2 separate regions of the Zea mays genome follow, and region 1 is linked to region 2. Evidence: chromatin contacts called from public Hi-C data. All regions are on one chromosome and are shown on one strand. The core of a region is the stretch at or near the end of the contact, and the rest is flanking DNA. Distances in the headings are between cores, read along the strand shown.

Evidence for each region. A called contact is a pair of places that touch in the nucleus more often than the background predicts.
Region 1: a Hi-C map of endosperm shows a contact between it and region 2, with 2.7 times the contacts expected there. The contact joins the promoter of LOC100273317 here to the promoter of LOC100285517 in region 2. A contact is called at or near these places in 5 of 25 Hi-C or Micro-C datasets (bundle sheath, ear, endosperm and 2 more).

Annotation. Positions count from the first base shown.
Region 1 is chr10:119,910,129-119,915,418 of Zm-B73-REFERENCE-NAM-5.0, forward strand. LOC100273317 reads right to left here and starts at 1,940. Exons shown (of 1, transcript NM_001147758.2): 1 at 1,058-1,940. The coding sequence starts at 1,707. The coding sequence ends at 1,267. LOC606478 (protein disulfide isomerase11) reads right to left here. Exons shown (of 5, transcript NM_001112333.1): 2 at 4,152-4,255; 3 at 3,692-4,062; 4 at 3,209-3,516; 5 at 2,329-2,945. The coding sequence ends at 2,694.
Region 2 is chr10:119,634,535-119,639,445 of Zm-B73-REFERENCE-NAM-5.0, forward strand. LOC100285517 reads left to right here and starts at 2,463. Exons shown (of 11, transcript NM_001279566.2): 1 at 2,463-2,855. The coding sequence starts at 2,843.

The DNA of each region.
Region 1 (5,290 bases), core at 690-3,189, 280 kb after region 2:
CTATTAACCGTGTCAGACCGAGGTGTTAATTTGATATTTTCATTATGATATAATGTGAATAAATTACGAAAATAGCCACAAAATAAGTGAGTGAATAGGACTCAAAACTGTTGTTGGTTTGAGAAAGAAATACAGCCGCACTCTTCTAACCGGTGTAACTCAAGTTTAATTATGTTATACGAAGGATATACCCCCTCGCGCCAATGTATTGTCCAAGAGACTAGCTAGATGTATTGCTACTGAGTACTCAACTGACATAACAGAAAAAGGTTGGAGGAGGAATTAGCGGAAAAATAAAGAGCAGAGTGTGAAACAATGGCGAGGCAACGAACTCCAGCAGCCAAAACCAGCTGGGAGGCAGCCTGGCCGATCCGGCCGGGAGGTTGACTTGGATGGCCTGTTTGGTTGGTCGCCCTACATGGCCGGTTTTGAGCAATACTATGGTTTTACTGTGGTAAAGTAAAACCGTAGTATTTGTGTTATGTATAATTGTAAACTGTGGTATTTCAAAATTACAGTATTTCAAAACTGCATTTACAAACAGTCCCTCACAATGCAAGATGTTAGACTATTACTAGTTACATCTAGAAGTCATGTAGTTTCAAAATCATCGAAATAAAATATGCTTGAAAATTACAAACTTTTTTTTGTAGGCAAGGAACTACACATCTCAGTCTAACTTGTTGCAAAACAACAAGGACTAAAGAAACCGAACCTACTAATTTGATGGACATGGAAATGGAGAGCATCTATGGAGTAAGAATCCCATCGCTGTTCAAAAAGACCAGCCCTTTACCAACTAATTTGATGCACCCTGCAATATCTGTGTATAACTAAAAAAAGGGCAAATAAACCCTCTTTTTGTATGAAAATCAATGAATCGAGCAGTATGATTGTTTGGATTTTAGATTTTGAATGCGTCAGAACTTCACTACGTTTCGAAAGTATTAGGAACAATAAAAACTGGGTATACCTAGCAACTCAAACCCCAATCAATATAACACAATCCAGAATAACAACTAGTATAGAACATCTTGCAACAGCATGCGCCAGATTTAAAACGAGATTATCAGCGTTCCGCGATTATTTAACCACCTCAGATCCTATCAGGATTGCGAGCGAATTCATAACAGCCCGCCTAAACCATACCACCAGTCCACCACCGCGTACTAAAACGCAAGTCACATAATATTAAATTAGCCGGAAGGCGAAAAGGAATCCCATAATAATAATAAAATGTGCCGGAAGGAAGGAGAGACAGAATTCTTAGATCTTGTCGATGTCCTCGTCCTCGAACTGGATGTAGTTGTAGTCGCCGTTCTCCTCGCCCTCCTCGGGCCCATCGACGTCGACGCCCTCGTTGAGCCTGAGCGTCTCGGGAAGCTCCCCGTAGGCCTTGAGCAGGCGCGCCTCGTCGTTCATGTACTTGAGGATGACGTCGGCCTTGTCGTCCTGGTAGTCGCGGAGGCCGACGAGGACGATGTCCCCGGCCGCGATCCACACCTTCTTGTGCATCTTGCCCCGGATATGGCAGAGGCGACGCGTGCCGTCCACGCAGGTGGCCTCGCACCGCCCGTTGCCGAGCATCCGGGTCACCTGCGCATACTCCTGCCCGTCTTCCTTGAAGACGAGCTCGCGCTTGTCGTCGTCAGCCTCGTTCTTTCCACGCTTCCGGTTCTTGCCTCCCTTACCCTTGTTCTTCGGCATCTTCGCGGAGGACGAGAGCGGTGTGGCGAAAACCTAGCGCGAGATCGAGGTGGGGAAAGGGCGTGCTGCGGGCCGCGTTTCCTGCGGAACTTTTTTAGAAGTGTGCGGCGGTGTTTGGTGAACGCGAGGGGAGGAGGTCTTGAGCCGTATGGTTCGTTGGATCTAGGGTTCGGCGGCGTGGACCGCTCGCATAGGAAGGGCGGTGTCTGTTTCTGGATAAGCAGGGCGCGGTGTAGGCTGAAAACGGGTCGGACAATATTTTTAGGGTGTCTTTAGATTCACCAACTAAAATCTAATCACTGTTATATTAATGTTTGGTGCTTATTATAAATATTAAATATAGTTTAATTATAAAAATAATTATGTAGACGAGAAATAACGACAAAACAAACCTATTAAGGTGTTTGTTTCTAAACCTATAAAACTAATATTTAGCGTCTAAAATTAGCCGAGAGGTTTATAACACATCAACTAATAGACCAACTAATGATTAGTTATATCTCTCAAATAGTTATTAGTTGTTAGCTAGTTCAACCTAGCTAATAACTTATTAGCTATCTAACAACTAATGATTTGTTTTGTTTTACTTTTTGGTGACAACTTCACAACTAGCGAGTACCATAGCACCAGAACAGTCTATACATCATGTATTAATTGTACAAACGTTCAGTAGCAGAGTATGATAATAAATATATTTTCACAGAAATGGACTCTGGAATGGACAATTTCTAAAATACACAGGCAGAGGCTAATTTCTAAGCTCTAAATTAAAGAACAAATTGAAGGGCACAAAACAGAAACATAAATAGGCAGGATGTAGAAGTTGGTGTGGCCAATAGAAATTGAAGAATCTCAGCATCAATAGCCAAATCCACTCTTCAAGACTTGCGTCCGTTGAAAGTTTGAAATCTATAACCTCTGAGCTACATCTCCTGGTACATTAGCCATCTTTACACTTCAGGTGCAAGAAGCTCCCCAAGCTTCCATCACTCTTCATGAATTCGTCTTGGCTGTGGAGTATCATCTTGCCCAGCAAAGTACACCATGACAAACAGAAGGGCAATGACGAATATAAGGATGTACAGCGAGGTCAAGCTGACCAGAGAATTCAGGAAACCCATGAAAGAAGGGCCGCTAATTTTCTTCTTTGTTGTTCTTCCTGCTCTGTATCCCTCAAGAAATTGGCTTATTTGAGATGCTTGGTCAGTACCTTCTTCTAATCTCTCTGAACCATCCACCTTCACCAAGAACCATTTTAATTCAATCCCAGAAAATAACAAATTCTTATTTGATGATTATCGGAGAGATGGTAGCAGTTTCTTTCTTAATCAAGTATTAACTTTCTCAGGGAATTATGAGGGTCAACAAACAGGAACCTATAAAAGCAATACCTTTATTGATAGAAAAACTTTTGCATCATTAGTCAGAAACATGCCAGTAACACTTTATATGGATGGTGGTATTAGAAAATAGAATTAATTACTGAGGATACTGTACTTACGAGCTCATACTCCTCATTTCTATCCCACACAAGTAGCTTTGGCAGCTGTGAGCTTTTGGAAACATCAAAAGTCTCCACAAACTCATCCCATTGCTTGATTCCAACATATCCAAACACCAAATCACGGTTTGCGCTAGCAGCAGATCTCAAAATCTTTACCAGCTGTGTAGAATTTTCATCTGAATCATCCTCCAAAATTGTGAGAACAACTTTCCTCTGATCATCATTCAACATTTTTATCGTCTCTGTATTGATTGGGACAACCAAAGGGAGAAGGGATTGTCGTACAAAATCTTCCAAGAAATTTTCTATATCCAAAAAACAACACCATCAGCTATGGCGTTATGGGGAAATCAACATGGCTATGTATGGTATATTAAACGACCATAAGACAATACATGGTGCCTGAAATTACTTCTCAAACTAAGAATCGACATAGAAAAAAAAAGCCATGAACGAACACAAGAAAGGGATAACAATTACCTTCAAATGGGCCATAGAACAAGCTTTGTTCCTTATACTTTGGATGGATTGCAACTAGCGCCGGAACCTTGTCAAATTCATAGGCTACCATGACGTCCTCAGAGAAATCTTTAGCAACAGCAAACCATGCTCTTTTCTTGTATTTCCTTCCATATTCAGCAATCAATGAGTCATTCACCCCAAAACCAAGGAACATAGGAAAGCTTGTACCAGCATTCTCAACAAAGTTCTTTATCGCAGAGTCTGACTCAAGGATAGAAACATCTGGCGCAACAAACTTCTTCAGATTGCGGACAAGCTGATCAGCCTTCCTCGAACCAGTGTATTCAATTGGAACACCGTGGATAAAAAGCATGAGGGTAGGGAACCCACTGCATTTAGGAACTAATAAGCATTAGGCATCCAATCTAAGAATATCTACTCTCCAGCGAAACCAAAATACTTTCAGGCAAGAACTTACTCAACTCCATATTTTGATCCAAGTTTCCTGTATTTATCAGCATTAACTTTGGCAACAACAATGGGCTCACTCAACCCTGCCAACATTGGTGCAGCTTCATCTAACTGCACCAACAAAAAAAAGGAGTAATATCATAACTTCGTTTTCTTAATCCAATTCCCTGGAATTTCTGGCTTTTATGCAATTGTAAGTAAGCAAAAAGTAGTATTTGAGAACGTACTAATTCAGGTGTGTCACACCTAATAGCACTTGTCTTTTTCCACAGGCTAATGTACCGAAATTCAGGTGGTGTCACGCACTACCACTCTGTTTGTTTAATGACTCAATAACAACATTTTTCGTTAAATATTCTGAAAAAATAGCAAGTTGTGTGCTCTCCCACTTCGCTCTAATCTGCTCGAGTTTTCGGGAGTTGGGACTACCCACCCAAAAAAACAAGGAATCCCAGAGTCCGGTGGTGTCACACACTGCTCCATGTTTGTTTAATGACTCAATAAAAACATTTTTTGTTCAAAAAACGAATAAATTTTCTGGAAAACAGTAAGGCTACTCTCCGTGGGAGTTCTATTTCCATTTAACAAGTCGCCACATAAGCGTAGTTGATGATATGACAACGTGTTTAAGAGATAACTCTCTTAGCACAATTACGAACTATTTATGAGTCATTAAAATTAAATGTCTATAAAACTATAGAATGAAACTTCTCATTGAGTGTGTGTGTGTGTTTCATCCATGTTTCATTTCAATGGTGAACGAACTACCGGAAACTACACAACAATGAGCGAGCCTGAGATTGCCTACCAGTCATTTCGTTGCTTGAAAAAATTAGCATGGATCTTAGGAGGAAGGATTGAAGAGCTCTAGAGAAGGTCTGCAAAGGACGATCGGCCACTAGAAAGCAACAATTCAGCTGGAAGTTTGGACACATTGGCTGCAACCCACTTGAACGTTCTAAGGACCACAAATGATAAGATCTAATACCTGGTTTGCTGTAATTCCAATTCTCGGAATCTTTGTTGAATCTCCATAATCTTTAGACTTTTAGATATTCTTGTGGTGCCAAGTGACATGGCAATATTGGAAACAACGCCGCCAAACTCTCCACTCAGACCGGACTGGCCTAAGTTCTGTACTCTCCC
Region 2 (4,911 bases), core at 1,213-3,712:
GGGGGCTACACCCGGCGGGTGCGCTCGCGCGCATCCACCGGAACAAAACGCAACCGAGAAAGGCTGGTCCCCTTGCAAAAAAGTGCGACGAAAGCCTCCAAGCGAGTGCTAACACTCCCTTCGAGGCTCGGGGGCTACTGTCGGGGACCATAATTAGGGGTACCCTCAAGTCTCCTAATTCTCAGCTGGTAACCCCCATCAGCACAAAGCTGCAAAGGCCTGATGGGTGCGATTAAGTCAGGGATCGGTCCATTCGAGGGACTCGATCACGCCTCGCCCGAGCCTAGCCTCGGGCAAGGGCAGCCGACCCCGGAGGATCTCCGTCTCGCCCGAGGCCCCCCTCTAGCGACGAACATACTTCCTGCTTGCCCGAGGCCCTGTCTTCGCCAAGAAGCAACCCTGACCAAATCGCCGCGCCGACCGACCAAATCGCAGGAGCATTTAATGTAAAGGTGGCCTGACACCTTTATCCTGACGCGCGCCCTTCAGTCGACAGAGCCGAAGTGACCGCAGTCACATCGCCGCTCCACTGACCGACCTGACAGAAGGACAGCGCCGCCTGTGCCGCACCGACTGCAGCGCCACTTGACAGAGTGAGGCTGACATGCAGTCAAGCCCGACCTCAGGCACCATAGGAAGCTCCGCTCCGCCCGACCCAAGGCTCGGACTCGGGCTAAGCCCCGGAAGACGGCGAACACCGCTCCGCCCGACCCAGGGCTCGGACTCGGGATAAGCCCCGGAAGACGGCGAACACCGCTCCGCCCGACCCAGGGCTCGGACTTGGGCTAAGCCCCGGAAGACGGCGAACACCGCTCCGCCTGACCCAGGGCTCGGACTCGGGCTAAGCCCCTGAAGACGGCGAACTCCGCTCCACCCGACCCAGGGCTCGGACTTGGGCTAAGCCCCAGAAGACGGCGAACTCCGCTCCGCCCGACCCAGGGCTCGGACTTGGGCTAGGCCCCGGAAGACGGCGAACTCCGCTCTGCCCGACCCAGGGCTCGGACTTGGGCTCAGCCCCAGAGGACGACGAACTCCGCTTCGCCCGACCCCAGGGCTCGGACTCAGCCCTGGCCTCAGCCGACGGTCTCCGCCTCGCCCGACCTAGGGGCTCGGACTCGACCACGGCCGCGGAAGACAGACTCGACCTCGACCTCGGAGGAGCCTCCACATCGCCCAACCTAGGGCGCGGACCGACCACGTCGACAGGAGGCGCCATCATTACCCTACCCCAAGCTGACTCAGGCTACGGGGAACAAGACCGGCGTCCCATCTGGCTCGCTCCGCTAGATAGGCAATGATGGCGCCCCGCACGCTCTGTGACGACGGCGACTCTCAGCCCCCTTATAGAAGCAAGAGGACGTCAGCAAGGACTCGACAGCCCCGACAGCTGTCCTTCCGCCAGGCTCCAACGCTCCTCCGACGGCCACGACACCACATGAACCGGGTGCCAAAACCTCTCCGGCTGCCACGACGGCATGTACTTAGGGCGCTAGCTCTCCTCCGCTAGACACGTAGCACTTTGCTACACCCCCCATTGTACACCTGGATCCTCTCCTTACGCCTATAAAAGGAAGGACCAGGCCCTCTTACAGAGGGTTGGCCGCGCGGGGACGAGGACGAGACAGGCGCTCGTGCGAGGCCGCTCGCTCCCTCTCCTGCGTGGACGCTTGTAACCCCCTACTGCAAGCGCACCCGACCTGGGCGCGGGACGAACACGAAGGTCGCGGGATTTCCACCTCTCTCACGCCCGTCTTCGGCCACCTTTCTCCCCCCTTCGCGCCGACCCATCTGGGCTGGGGCACGCGGCGACATTTCACTCGTCGGCCCAGGGACCCCCCGGTCTCGAAACGCCGACAGCATGTCTGGCACAAGACGCCGAGTACAATATATATAGGCACACCATCAACTCCCCTGACCTATTATTTACGACCCAAGATGACACTAATACGGCCTAAGCAGCCCACAACTCCATTACAGACTCGATTACCAACTCCATAATAGCGAAATAGAAATTGCCTGACTGACCTTATTCGACCATCCTCTCGTGCCACTCCCATTTCCCACAGATCCACTTTAGGCTGCATCTTCAGTCATGACAGGTCGGCAGCTGGCGGAGCTAGGGTTCGCTGCCGCGGATGCGACGAGGCCGCGCAGGAGGTTACCGCCATGCTGCCCTATCTAGCCGAAAAAGGAAAATGAATAATGACTAGTTTAGTAACTCTATTTTACCTAATGATTTTCATTTAACTTTGTAAAATAAAATCATTTTAAAAAACGAGATTTTGAAACTAGCCTTAAAAAGAAAAATGGCAAATGCCGTGCCGCTGACCCATTGAGGAATTGACGCCTCTCGATGCTGTCCGTTCGCAGGCGGGCCACGCCGTCCGTTGGATCACGGGGCGGGACCCGGTCCACAGATAATTGAGGCGGGCGGGACGGCTACGTCAGCACTCAGCAGCCGGCAGGCCGCAACCCGCAACCGTGGCACCCTGCGCGCCTCGAACAATCTCGTTTCGTACTCCCGTTTCGTTTCTCCCCCTCGCTCCCCAGCCGCATCTCGAGCGCGCTCTCGGCGGCCGTCCACGTCTCGGTCCCACGCGCTGCTCGCTTGCTCGCCGGCGGGGCGCGAGGGCGGTGGCCTAGGTCGTACCCAGCGAAGCGCGGCGTGCCACGAGGTGGGGGTTGGCTCGGGACCATCGAGCCTGTCCGGAATTTTTTCTGGCGCGTGATTTGCCGCTGAGAAAGCATCGGAAAAGGGAACGGGGATTTACTCTCAGTAGCCGCGAGCTACCCGCCGTCCCCTGGTCGATTCAGTGCAAATCCTCCAGGTTTCTGGGTCTTAATGGCTTCCTCAGGTAATCCTCCGCGCTAATTTGTGGGATTGATAGGAGAGAGCCTCCATTTTCTCCCACCTAGTACTTATTCGATTATTTTCTCTGGGTCTACCTGTGAATGTAATGGTTTGGTATCAGGTGATCCATAAGTGGCTTAGAATGAATGGAGTTATGGTGCAATTTCATTGGAATCCTTTTTTTCGCGATCTGGTGTTGTTCAAATAAAACAAAAAATATATGTTCTATTTTCGAGCCAAGTAAATGCCCTGACTGTCTGTTTATCTTTATCTTTGGCAAAGATAGTACCTTCTGTGGGGAGTTGTCAATAGTTCTTAATTTTTTACGCAATGAATATTTATTAACTAGCCAAGTTGTGGATCACATGGAAATTCCAACTGTTTGCAAGGGGCCTTGTTAACTGCTCTCATGTAATTACCTACAACAACTTTAATCGATCTCCCCACTACCTACTCATAACGAAGAGAGAATTAATAGGTAGGGATGACAGGATTTGAACCTGTGACATTTTGTACCCAAAACAAATGTGCTACCAAGCTGCGACAGCCAACACTTGAGATTTGTATCAAATCTGTTAGAAAACAAGTAAAATTGAGGAAAGACGATCCTCTCACCAAATAGCAAAGACATGTTTTTCCCCCATTTCTCAAACAGTTCATGAAATACTATATTGTTTGTTTGATATTGAAGTAGACTACAAAGGTTATAGGATTCTAATGGAGACCCAATGTGGTATAATAGAGATCGTCATAAAAAAAACTCGACCTGCGGGGGTAGGGGGGGGGGGGGTAACAAGGTTATTAAAACGGTAAAAAGTTGGAACGCTCATGGGTGAATTTTGACTTTTAAACGTTTAAACAAAGTTTAAACGTAGTTTTAAACAACACAGGAAAAATACCAATACATCATTATTTCAGACAATAATATGAAGTTAAATACCAAAATAGAGAGGTTAGTGGCTTACCAAAACTTCACCCATGAGCTGGATTGAACCTCAAAAGTAACTAATAGACTGAGCCCAAAAGTAGCTAACCGGTCTAAAATGCATAAAACACTGTGTTTTACAGTTTAGAACGCCAAAACGCGGTTTCAATCTCTAATTAAAGTTTTGACATTTAAACGTAGTTTAAACATCGTTTAAACGTAGTTTTAATAACACTGGGGGGGTAAGACAACCCCAGGCATTGTATTAAGAAGAAGACTTCACACAGGTCGAGAAAAACCCGGACCTCTACCCAATCCATACACAGCGGCACCATAGCCCATGTGAGAACGACAACGACCTGGGGATTTTTTTAACCACTGAAATTCGCTCATACGGGGAGTTGAACCCAAGACCTGATGAGTGCTACTCAGACCACCTAACCAACTCAGCTAGAGGCTCTTTCACTACAGAGATCGTCATCAGTAGTTGTAAGTTGTATCCTGTATCAGGGACTATAGAAATACGGAAAAACAACTCCCTCAGGTACATGTGTCAATGGAATCCTCTAACTAAGTGTGCTACCTTAGTGCTGTTATTTGAGGCGATAAACTGCTATCCTAATTCTTCATTTAGGATCAAGGTTGTTAGGTATATCAATGTGGATCCTAGAACCTTATACTATGATCTATCAAGCCAAAACGATACTGAACCCACCATGCATCCGAAATTGTATAGCACCCTATCCTACATAGAAGTTTCATATAATCCCATATCGGTAAGATCTTGCATAGGATTCCGATCCTAAATAATAATGGATATATATGACTTTTGGAATGATTTGATCGTGATAAATTATGAGGGAGTTAAGGCTTTTTTATGGTTGATCCTTGAGTCCTTGACCACAGTTCGCATCCTAATTCTATCCGATCCTAACAATCTTGTTTTGAATTGTGCTATGCTAGAGCATGGCAAAGGCTATTTCTGTGAGATATGCCATGTGTGTATATATAAAGGGGATGCAGTCTCACTGAACTTTCCTTGTAAGCGTAGTCATATAAAAACTCGGCCGGGGAGGGAAAGACCGCCCTCCCGGTATTATATTAAGAAGAGACAGAAACATGGTCCCGGTCGAGA